Linked DNA regions of Sus scrofa: region 1 is linked to region 2. A link is a contact called in public promoter capture Hi-C data. All regions are on one chromosome and are shown on one strand. Each heading gives the region's core, a stretch centred on a gene start, on an enhancer-like site or on the middle of the called end of the contact. The rest is flanking DNA. Distances are from core to core; before and after follow the strand shown. Region 1 holds the start of ADRA1A (adrenoceptor alpha 1A). Region 2 has its middle 140 kb from the start of DPYSL2.

Region 1 (6,477 bases), core at 3,864-6,363, 160 kb after region 2:
GCTAATATTAAGTTTTCAATCTCCCTCCTGTGGTAACCACATTGTTAGGATTTCAAGGACAGCCAGGGGACTTCCTGTGGATTAAGGATCCAGCATTGCTGCAGCTGTGGTGTAGGTCTCAGCAGTAGCTCAGATTCGATCCCTGGCCCAGGAGCCTACATATGCTGTGGGTATGGTCCTACACACACACAAAAAGGACAGCCAGGAATTCAGGGTGTGCCTGTCTAGTCACAACTCCCCTCCACCCTAACATCTTCACTGCAGCGTAACCAGCTCCCTAAGAGAGCAGATCCAAGAGGGAGGCTCTGATTAAGACAGATCCTCCCTTCCCTAGAGGACCTCGAAACCCAGCCTATTATGTTCGTCAACTTAGATAGCTAAGGCAAAGAACCCAGAAGGAGAACCCCTGAAGTCCCAAATTCCCAGTCCCCTATCATTCGTTACCTGAGCTAGTTGCACCAACTGATTCTGTATGACTCCTAACAAGACCCCAGGTAGGTCCCATCACAACTACCCCTTCTTTACTGCAGTCCTTAGATACAGGCAGACATCAGCAACATCCCCTATAATCCCCAGCCTCTTAACTGTTAGAAAGTAGCATCTGGCTTTCCTGATTGGTCTTTCTTTTTTTTTTTTCTCTTCTTTTTTCTTTTTATGGATGCACCTGTAGCATATGGAAGTTCCCAAGCTAGGGGTTGAATCAGAGCTGCAACTGCCGGCCTACACCACAGCCACAGCAACACAGGATCCAAGCTGCATCTACCACCTACGCTACAGCTTGCGGCACACCAGATCCTTAACCTAATGAGCAAGGCCAGGGATCAAACCCATATCTTTAACAGACACTATGTCAAGGTCTCAACCTACTGAGCTACCTAGTGGGAATGCCTGATTGGTCTTCTTTTAAATTCACGACTCTGAAATCTCAAACATGTCCTCAGTGACTCCACTAAATTTCTACAATCTATTTACTCTCTCACCTCAAAGATCATGCTTTCACATCTTCTTTTACTTCTCAAACCACCACAATTTCCTATTCCTTCCTCACTCTTTGTTCATGGTCTTGCTTCTTATTTCACTGAGGACATAAATATATTTTGAAGATGTCTTTACTGTCCCCCTCCACGTCTGCTTGCCTCTGTGATCGTACTCCCGCCCCCTGCCTCCTGTCACTTCCTAACACCTCCTCCCAGGCCTACACCATCCGATCACTCTGCTCCATCACTTCCATCAGAATATAAACGTGATACCCTATTTCCAACCCTTGAAAATTCTCTCTAGATCCTTCCAGCTACCCTCCACTTCCCAGCCCCATTGTCTATGGAGTGGAGTTGCCTATTTTCACTCTTCCCACATTGTCTTTCATTCTGTCAAGAAAGTATACAATCAGACGTCTATCACCGACACTCCACTGAAACTATCATCAAAAGACCTCCTCACATCAGCAAGGACCTCCACATGGCCAAGACCAGGTTGACCCCCAGTCCTCCTCTGACTTGGCCTAGCAGCTGCATGAGACACTCTTGCCTTTGTGAAACATGGCCATCTGGCTTTGGGGACACCATGCTCTCTTGAGTTTCTTCCTATCTCCTGGACCAGCCCTTCTCAGTCTCTTTTGTTGGTTGGTTCTCTTCCTCTAACCACCTCTGAAATATCAGGATGCCCAAGGCTCGGTCCTTATCTCTCTTTTCTCTCCACGCTTTCTCTCTTGCAGATCCTTTCATTTCCATGGCTTTAAATATGTTGATGTGTCGCAAGTTTATATCATAGCCCAGCTTCTTCTCTCGTCTCTAAATTTGTGTCTAACTGCCTACTTGACATCTGTACTTAGGCATCGGATAGACACTTCTTCCCATGGGCTGTGCAGGATAAGCACTTGTACTTCACACTCCTGCCAGCCCCGTATAACCCCGTCATTCTCTAGGTTTCCCAATCTCAGTAAAAAGCACTACTATTGACCCAGTTGTTAGGGTCCCAAATCTGGAAGTTATCTTTCCTCCTCTCTTTTCTCATACCCTATGTCCAAACTTGTCAGCTCTGCCTTTGAAATAAGTGCCAAACTTAACCCCTTCATGTCATCCCCGCCTGTCTCACCTGAGGGCAGGGCATCCCTACCTTTCTTCGCTTGACGACCCCAACAGCCTCCTAACTAATCTCTCTTGTTCGACTCTCACCCCGAAACAGCCCTCACTTCTCCCAACAATCAGAATGATTCTTTCAAAATATGAGACCTGCCACTCACTTGCGAAAGCCCCTCTGATTGGATGGCTTCCCATCCCAATTAGAATAACAGGCAAATTCTGGCCAAAAAGATAGGTCAGGTTCCTTTCCATCTCTGTTTCCTGAAACTCCCTGTTTCCTCTACCCAGAAAACCCTTCCTCCCTGACTTTGCAAGGCTTGCTCCTCACTGCAGTCAGGTGTCTGCTCAAATATCACCTTTTCAAAGAGGACCTTTCTGACTACCCACCAAATTGTCATACTGCTCTCTAGCCTCTTATTTGTTTAGTTTTAAGATAGTGCTTATTAGTCCTTGACTTCTTAGGCTATATCTATTTGTTTCTGTCCATTTCACCCCAAATATTGCAAACATCTTACTGCAAGGTTTTTTTTTTTTTTTTTGCCTTGTTCATCCTAAGTGTCTAGAACAAGTGCTTAATAAATACTTGGCAAGTGAACAGATGCATGAGTAAATGTGCAAACTTCAGGAGGAAGAGATGGGATGCAGACAGGTATGTAAGCAGGCAGTGGCTTGGGTAGGGAAAGTTATTTAAATAAATCCAAAGCGCTGAAGTACTTCTAGGAGCAGAATGAACAATAATGATGGAAGGCCAGGGAGCAGACTCTAAAGGGCCTCTTGAGCAGCCCTATTGGGTAGAAATTTCCGCAGTGGTGAACATGTCCTTTATCTCTGCCTTTCAAAACCATAGCCACTGGCCACAGGTGGCTCTTGAACACTTGAAATGTGGCTAGCGGGACTGAGGAACTGGCATTAATTTTCTTTAATTTTAACTTGCATGAAATAGCCACATGGGGCCGGTGGCTGTGGTATTAGACAGCAAAGCTTGGAACTTGAGGAATGCCTTTTCCCCACCTGTGACTTCAGGATAATAATGCATCCTTCACAGAGTTATTGAGATGATTACGGGTCTAAAAATAATAGCTTTTATTGTTACACAGAGATGCAAATTCATGTACTTTCAGTACACGCCATTTAAACTGGCTCTGAAGTACAGAAGCAGACTTTTATTGATTTTTACTATAACTTTTATTCTCTGGACTTTGTGGATAACAAATGTGTGGGTCTATATTTGTGCTCATAAGCTAAATATAGCAAACAACTATTTTGGGATCTCATGAAGCCCTTTCACAGACAGACAATATTCCAAGTGGATCAGCTTGCTGATACTACTAATGAACTAATTAGTTTTGACAACAGCTAATTTAGCATTTGCAAAAATTGGGTTTGTAACATTAACGTATTATTTTCAAACAGTGTCATCTGCAGCTGCCGGAAGGATTTGGATAAGAGCAGTGTTTGCTTTAATACTTAGTATTAAAATAAAGAGGAAAGTATTTACTTATTGGAAATATTATGTTAAATTCTTTAAAGGTTAAATTGGTTTGGACATAATATCATTTTTTTTCCTTGTCAGTGGCTCACCATACTTTCTTCCACATGAATCCAGAAAATAATGTTAACACAGATATAGGACATAAACAGACCATTATAACTAACCCTTAGGAATAATCTAATCTAATAATAAAATTACACCTTTGTTCAGAATAAGCACGGTGCTTATTTTTAGGCCAAGAGAATTTGCTGTCCACAGCAGCAGAGGTGAAAGTGGCATTCCACCAGCCTTTGCCTAAGCGCCGGGTGGAGCCGCTGAAACTCGACATCTGAGGATGGATGTATTTAAATTAAACACATGCTTCCAAGCATTAAGAAAAGTTGACGTTCTTTTAAGGAGACCAATTAATCTGCATCAGTAGGAAGCCACTTTGCAGTAGCTGAAAAAGTGCCCTAAGGACTTAATAGAAATGAGATAGGAGCAGAAAGGGAATGAAAATTCACTTTTCTACAGGGGAGTCTTTCCTAACTGCCCTCCTAGCTCTGCCGTTTGAAATGCAGATCCCTTTCTCTTCCACGCCAGACTGTGCTCTAGGGTAGCAGAAAGGGAAGGGGGTGAAGCCCCCTAAATGCGAAGAAGAGGTGTTGTAAAGACTTACCAATGGGCATCACTAAGAAAAAAGGCAGCCAGCAGAGGACGAAGCAGCCGACCACTATGCCCAGTGTCTTGGCCGCTTTCTTCTCTCGGGAAAACTTGAGGAGTCTCACGGAGAAGTGCGTCTTGTTCTTGGCGCTGGTCACCCCGCTGCCTCCGACCGGGGCGTTTTTCCGATGGATGCGGAGTGTCACCTGCTCTGAGTCCGACTTGTCGGTCTTGAGACCCGATTTGAGGCCCCGGCTCTCCCTCTTGGCCACCACGTAGACCCGGCAGTACATAACCAGGATGATGGTCAGCGGCACGTAGAAGGAGCCCAGCGCGGAGAAGAGCACGTAGCCCGGTTCCTCATTGATCTGGCAGATGGTCTCGTCCTCAGGTGCCGGCTGCCTCCAGCCGAACAGAGGCCCTATGGAGATGACCAGGGAGAGCGCCCACACGCAGAGCAGAGCCATCAGGCCCCGTTTCTGGGTGACGATGGTGGGGTAGCGCAGCGGGTAGCTCACGCCGATGTAGCGGTCGATGGAGATGATGCAGAGTCCCATGATGGATGCAGTGCAGCACAAGACGTCCACCGCCGCCCAGATGTTGCAGAAGACCCTGCCAAAGGCCCAGTAGCCCAGGATCTCGAAGATAGCGGAGAAGGGCAGCACCGTAGAAGTGAGCAGAAGGTCGGCCACCGCCAGGTTGACGATGTAGTAGTGAGTGACCGAGTGAAGATGCCGGTGGCAGGCCACGGAAAGGATCACAAGGATGTTCCCCAGTACCCCGAAAATGATGAGCCCCCCCAAGATCACCCCAAGCAGAATGGCCTTGGAAATATTCACCGGTGGCGGCGGGTGGGTGCAGTTGGAGCTGTCTGAGGCATTTCCAGAAAGAAACACCATGGTCCCAGCCGGAGCAGGGCGAGGTGCCGCTCTTGAGGGCCACTCCCGGGAGGCGCGAAGGCGGACGCGGGAGTGGGGGGAGTGGGGAGTCAAAAGGTCACGGCTCGGGGGAGTCTTGCCTGCCGCGGTTGTCTGGGGGTAAGAGAGAGCGTGCGGGTGGGAAGCACCCCCGGGCAGCCCTGGAAATCCTCAGAAGGCCACATAAAGGGGCAGGGCATTAAAGACAACATGGCCAGGGGCGCGCGGGGCTGCCTGCTGACCCTCTCCACCTGCTGCGCTGGCCCAGGGCCCCAACTCCCTCCCTTCGCAAGATTTAGAGCGAAGCTTGAGGAGATGCGTTGCAAAATGCAATCCCAGGATTACGGGAGTCTCCTTTTCTGCACTGTCTGATCCATCCGGGTCAGAAGATTGAGCATTCTGCACATAATTTGGAATTCCCCCCCAAACCACAAGCAAGCACTGGTCTGCCGTCGACTCTCAAAGCTGGGGACTAAAGGCATCTGGGCACTTCACACCGCCAGTAGTTGCCCACGGTGTGGCTGGACTCATGCTTGACCCATCTTCTAGGCGCAGAGGTCGGGGACATGGATGTGAAATATTTGCCAAGACCGAGGCGGCTGCGGAGCAGTTGTTTGCCAGCGTCCTCCTGAAAAAAGCGCAAAGAGAAATGCCGGGTGTAAGTCAGGCGCCCTGAGGAGGGAGGCTGTGTCGGGCTCGACGGGTAATCCTACCCGGCTGGGAACCCGCGTGCTCTGCGGTCTTGAAGCGGCTTGCCCTGCCGCAGCCGAGCGCGCAGGAGGGGACCGCGAGTTGTGCGGCGCCGCTGGGAACCTTGCCCTGGCGCGCTTCGGCGCGCGGCCTCTAGCCAGGTTCAAGAACCGAAGCAAACAAACCCCAAGCTGCAGCGCCCCGCGGCCACACAGTGAAATTAAAATCCCCAAGCCCGCGAGGCGCGACTGCGGCTGACCGTTCTGTCGCACCAAGCCGAGCAGGTGGACACCCGGAGAATCTACCCGGTTGCCATTTGAACAGGTTGCTTCGCAGTCACCTGGAAGGGGAGGCCTGGGAGAGGGAGCCATTGCGACCCGGGACCTCAGGGCCAGTGACACGCTCACGCGGGAGGAATTCACACTTGAATGTGTGGAGCGCGCCGGTCTGTCGACCCAACAAACGGGCCTGAGAGCCGGGTCCAGAGCAAAGCCCTCGGGACTCAAGGAGGGCTGTACGCGACCTGGGTCGGTCCAGGATTCCTTTCCAAGCCGCAGGATCAGTGGTCCCGGAGGACTCGAACCTCAAGCCACACCCAGGCTGGCTTTGGGGGTCCAGGGGGGAGGAGTGGGAGCGGGCAGCCTCACTCTACCGA
Region 2 (5,968 bases), core at 1,322-3,821:
TTTTTTCAAGTGCTTGCCACATGTAACCCTAAACCACATTGTCTAAATCTTCTCTCATGATATTCAGGCCCATTGGGTTTTCTATCAATTTCATCTTCCTGAAGAATCTCCCTGAAATTTTTCTTTTCTTTTTTTTTTTTTTTGGCTGTGCTGGTGGTACGAGGAATTTCCTATGCCACAGCTGTAACCTGAGCTGCAGCAGTGACAGCGCCGGATCCTTAACCCACTGAGTGAGGCCAGGGATCAAACCCACATCCTTATGGATACTAGTTGGGTTCTTAACCAGATGAGCCACAATAAGAACTACAATAATTTTTTTTTATTGCATTGATCATCATAGGTCAGAGTATATATTATCCAGAGAAAATGAATCTTAAGGCAGCTTGGAAAGACTTTAAAATCCCACTGCAAACTTTCCAACTCTTGGGACTGAAAAGGAGCTGAAAAGACCACTTGATGCTTGAATTATCTCCATGGCGATGCTCCCCAAAGTCTCTCTGGCCTCTGCCTGAGTTTGTAATGGGGGCCGTCATACTTGCCCAGGCACCCCTTCCATTTGGTTTCTCACCTTTCAATTCTATCCACTGGTCTCAGATTTTTAGTGATTACTGCTAGGATTTCTTGAACACTGGGAGCCGGTTAGATGTTCTCATATTTAATCCCCTAATGCGTGTCTATGTGTATATTAGTTAACTTGGCTGCCATAATAAAATGTCACAGACTAGGTGGCTTAAAAACAGATATTAGGAATTCCCCCTGTGGGGCAATGTGATCAGCAGCATCTCTGCAGCACCAGGGTGCAATTTTGATCCCTGGCCCAGCACAGTGGGTTAAAGGATCTGGTGTTGCTGCAGCTGTTGGCTTAGGTCACAACTGTGGTAGGATCTGACCCCTGGCCTGGGAATGCCATATGCCTCGGTGTGGCCAAAAAAAGAAAAGAAAAGAAAAAAACAAAAACCCAAAACACCAGAAATTAATTTTCTCACAGTGCTGGGGGCTAAAAGTTCAAGGTCAAGATTACTGCTTAGTTGGATTTCTGGTGAGAGTTCTCCTGGCCTTGAGGTGGCCGTCCCCTTGCTAGGCCCTTTGTCACGTGTGTACATGTGTCCAAAGGGAGAGAGTGTGGTCTCTGGTGGATCTTCTGACAAGGACATTAATCCAACGGATTAGCTCCCCCCTCCCCCCGCACCCCATGACCTCATTTAACCTTAGTTACTTCCTTAGTGGCCTCATCTCCAAATAGAGCCACACTGGAGGGTACCGCTTCAACATCTGAATGTGAGGTACACAAAAATGGAGTAAATATCATTCTCCCTATTTTACAGAGAAGGAATCCGTAAGGTGTTCATTTCCCTTCTTGTGCAGTGAGTGTCTCGACTGGGATTGAAACCAGACCTGTCTGACCCCAAAGCTGGTGCCCTTCCCCCTGTGCCACCCTGCCTCATGTTCCGTGTCCTTGGATGGAAGGCCAGTGCACCTTGGCCTTGAGAGGAGCCCTTGCGGTTCACTGTCCAGCCCAATCCATCAGCCAAGGAGCCTTGATAGGGTTTGAGACCACAGCCCTACCTAGGAACAAAGCGTGCCTTTTTCTGGAGTGGGTTCCAAGGAGGGGCTGTGGGCAGTATGTTACCCTGACAGAGCTGCCGTAACAAAGCACACAGCCTGGGTGACTTAAACAAGATGCTGATTTCCTCTCAGTTCCCGAGACTAGAAATCCAAAGTCAAGGTGTCGAGGTTTCTCCTGGCGTCTCTCTCCGTGGGGTGTAGACGGCCGTCTTCTCCCCGTGACCTCACACGGTCTTCCCTCTGCCTGTGTCTGTCTCTTAATCTCGTTCTCTTATGAGGACAACAGTCATATTGGATTAGAGCCCATCCTAATGACCTCATTTTACCATACTTACCTTTTTAAAGGGCCTAGCTACAAATAAAACCTTATCCTGAGGTGCCGGGGCTAGGACTTCAGCATATGAATCTTTTTTTCTTTGGTCTTTTTAGGGCTACACCTGCTGCATATGAAAATTCCCAGGCTAGGGGTCGAATTGGAGCTTCAGTTGTCAGCCTATGCCACAGCCACAGCCACAGCCACACCAGACCAGATCCTTAACCCACTGAGCGAGGCCAGGGATCGAACCTCATGGATACTAGTCGGACTCGGTACCGCTGAGCCACAAGGGGAACTCCCAGCATATGAATTTTAAACGGGGACATTGTTCAGTCCCTTAAATTAACCCTCAGGCTGCCCATCCACAAAGCTTCAGAGTCCTTTCCAGCAGGGGGCGCTAATGCTTGCTGTTCTGCTCCCAGGACAGGGCCGGGCGGATATCAGTCTTCTTTGAAGTCTCCTGGAAGTACCCCAGTTCACCTGTCACCCCGTCTACTTTACAAATGGCAGGAAAAGAAAAAGAGACAATTTTTAACCTCATAAAACACTGTTCTCTCTTTGAACTCTGGGCTTGTTTTCCAGTTACCAGAAAACATTTTTTCCTGTTAGATAGCATCTCCCTTAGTATTCTGTTTGCTTTCTCTCCTAGCACTTGCCTTCTGTCCCCTCCCATCTGGCAACTAGCAGTGAGTTACATAAATGGGCTTCCTTACCTACCATTACACATAGGGCACAGGAGTAGTTCGCCCTGGTACCTAGAGTACACGCTGTCCTCTGAAAAGGGCACAGTTATGAAACCAAATCATTCCAGGTTTAGAAATATTTGGAGAAAGATACAGAAGCACCCACGAGCTCAGCACATTGAAACGACTGTTTGTTTTCGCCTTGCTTACGGCTTGTGGTTTCTCAGCCTCATGCTTATACATTTTGTTCAATATCTGTGAGGATCCAGGCGGGAAAGCAGGAACTAAATGAAGTTGTTATAACAGTGAAAATATAATCTAGAGAATTGGCTTGATAGGAGTTGGAGAACTAATGAGGCAAAAATGGGATACTGAGGCAACACAGCAGCAGTAACTGTTAAGGAGGAACTACTGTTGGGCTTTAAGTCCCATTCAAGGAGCTAGAACTCAAAGCCTCTGGCCAAAACAGTAATTGCCAGACCCTTATCACAACCCCGCCCATCTCAGTGTCACGCTCCCTCCCCCACCTTGAGCAACCTGGCTTACCCCTTCCTATCCTCTACTAGGAAAGGTACATGGCCCACTCCTCACCTCACCCCTATAGGGACCTTATATGCTCCCAACGAACCAGCAAGTGTATGGTAAGATCCCTCCTTCCTCAACCAATCAGCAGGTCAGCAGGTGTGTTGTGAGACCACCCCTTATCCTGGGTTATCAAAACAGACATGACCAAGCACTCATTGTTGGCTCTCCCTGTTTATCAAGAAGTCATCCTACTGTTCTAGCAGCTTTTCTGTTCTCAATAAACTTCTTTCCTTTCACCTTGATCTGAGTCTGGAAATTCTTCCTCCAGCCCGAGTGCACCGACCAGCTACTACTCCTTAGGGCTGAGGCAAGGAGGGAAGGTAGTGACCTGATAAGAAAACAGGCTCATCTGGGGTTGGGGGTGGGGTGGGGAGTCTCTGAGGAGTTTGAACTCAGATCTCTGAGGATCTGGGGTGGCACAGGAAGCTGGTTCTGGAAATTTGGGAAGAGGCTAGAAACAAAGCAGCGACTGTCATCCCTGCTGGTGCGAACAGGAAGGATCACGGCCCTCTTCCTCCTCCACCATCCTCATCAACCGCTGCTGGCCCCTCCTGGCAGAGCCTGCTGAAATGTCCTTTGCAGAATCCCAGTCCTAGGAGTTCCTGCTGTGGTGCAGGGAGTTGAGGATCTGGTGTTGCCACAGCTATGGCGTAGGTTGCAGCTTTGATCCCTCACTTGGGAACTTCCACATGCTGTAGGTGTGGCCAAAAAAAATGGTGGTATTGAATTATAACCCAAAGTGTAAATGAATCCATATGGATATAAATGATTAAATAAATGTGGAGAAGACACAAGTCTTCCTTGTCGAAGAATTCCAAATGATGTATGTACCATTCTCTGTCCAGGAAAGGGAGCTTAGTTCTCCTGCACCTGCTCTTTGAAGTCAGGCTGGGTTTACACTGACTCCCTTTTCATGTGTAGTTGTTGCTGAAAGTGGTGCTGAAAAGAAAGGCAGAGACATAGTTTAGGGTGCAATAGAAATGAATAGCTTTTATTGCTTTGCCAGGCAAAGGAGGCCACAGCAGTCTAAGGTTTAAGAGTGTGCCCTCCTTTGGGAGAGAGGAGGAGGGGGGTCTTACAGTTTGGGGGATGGAAAATAAGGCTGCAGATAAGGATCAGGGTAGATGCAAGCTTGTATTCTTCTTCAAAGTTGTTGTTTCAGAGTTCTTGTCGTGGCTCAGTGGTTAACGAACCCGACTAGAAACAATGAGGTTTTAGGTTTGATCCCTGGCCTTGCTCAGTGAGTTAAGGATCTGGTGTTGCCATGAGCTGTGGTGTAGGTTGCAGATGTGGCTCGGATCTGGCATTGCTGTGGCTGTGGCTGTGGCCGGTAGCTACAGCTCCAATTTGACCTGTAGCCTGGGAACCTCCACAGGCCAGGAGTGCAGCCCTAAAAAGACAAAAAAAAAAAAAAAAAAAAAAAAAAAAAAGCTGGTGTTGGTGTTTCATGGCCCCGGGGCTGGTTCTGGTGGGCCTCGAGATTATCATACCATGACCTTCTTCCATCTGTTGGGTGTTGTAATTCTTCAGAAGAACTCAAAGATATTGTTATGTATAGCCCTTGAGGGGGAACAAGGACCCTGCCCCAAGGCTGCACAGTCGTTTCTTAATGGCTCCTCCCTGGTCTCTGCAGCCCTTCAGTTCATTCCCTGATTAGCACCTGTTCGAACCTGCCCTTTGAAACTCAGGGAAGGTCAAGGACCCTGAAGCCTATTCCCTACAGGCAAGAGATAGGGAACACAGAAAGGCTTCAGTGCCCAGGAGACCCATAAGGTCCTGCTTGGTTTCAGATTCTGGAAAGGGATAAATAGCAACCTGAAGATGGTGAAACCAGGTAAACACAACCTCAGCCCCGAGATGAAGGTTCACAGCACCTGTGACGTCATGTGGACGTCATCACCCCTCACATCAAGTGCTAAGAGGGATGCTGCACCTCGGTGGTTTTCTTCCCCAAATCCTGTAACCCCAGTCCGATCCTGGGAAAAATGTGAGACAATCTTAAATTGAGGGACATTCTTCGAAATTCCTGGTCCGTACTCCTCCAGATGGTCAAGGCCACGGAAAACAGGGAAGGGCTGAGCAACTGTCACAGATCAGAGGACACCAAGGAGATATGACAATGGAGTCTAGGAATCACACTGTGGATTGGATCTTGGAACAGAAAAAAGAGCATTGGGGAGTTCCTGTTGTGGTGCAGTGGAAATGAATCCGACTGGGACCCATGAGGTTTTGGGTTCGATCCCTGGCCTCACTCAGTGGGTTAAGGATCCGGCATTGCTGTGAGCTGTGGTGTAGGTGGCAGACGTGGCTTGGATCTGGTGTTCCTGTGGCTGTGGTGTAGGCCAGCAACGGTGGTTCCGATTGGACCCCTAGCCTGGGAACTTCCATATGCCTCAGGGGCGGCCCTACAAAGCAAAAAAAAAAAAAAAAAAAAAAAAAAAAAATAAATAAATAAATAAATAAAATAAAATAAAATAAAGAAAAAAAAGCATCAGTGGGAAAACTGCTGAAGCCCAATTGAATTTCGGGGTTTAGTTACTGGTAGTGTCCCAGGGTTGCTTTCCTCCATTTGCAAATGTACGGCAGTAATGGACGATGACAACACTGGGAGAAACTGTGTGAAGAGAGTAAATATTCAGGCGTTATCTGTTTTTTATATACTAGTGTTAAAAAACTTGGCTTCTTTCACTGCTTAGCCCATGGTCTCCTCTTCCTCAGCCCAATGGAATGACCCACATCTTCATTCCTAAAGGGTCTGAATCCTCAGTGGTTTTCTCTTTGCCATAGTTTTCTTTTTTTTTTTTTTTTTGTCTTTTTG

Evidence for each region. Promoter capture Hi-C pulls out the DNA fragments that hold promoters and counts their contacts.
Region 1: a promoter capture Hi-C map of liver shows a contact between it and region 2, with 11 times the contacts expected there. The contact joins the promoter of ADRA1A here to the enhancer-like site in region 2. A contact is called at or near these places in 1 of 5 promoter capture datasets (liver) and 12 of 47 Hi-C or Micro-C datasets (alveolar macrophages, embryonic fibroblasts, fetal skeletal muscle and 7 more).

The regions. Positions count from the first base shown.
Region 1 is chr14:10,725,744-10,732,220 of Sscrofa11.1, forward strand. It overlaps ADRA1A (adrenoceptor alpha 1A), which reads right to left and starts at 5,114. Exons shown (of 2, transcript NM_001123072.1): 1 at 4,232-5,114. The coding sequence starts at 5,114.
Region 2 is chr14:10,565,825-10,571,792 of Sscrofa11.1, forward strand. No RefSeq gene overlaps it. Among named protein-coding and RNA genes, the nearest start is that of DPYSL2, 140 kb to the left of the region's middle. Within about 2 kb of position 2,572, at least 2 of the 83 cell types and tissues checked have an H3K27ac peak or open chromatin away from gene starts, as enhancers often do. A contact at or near this core is called in liver, where this site is marked.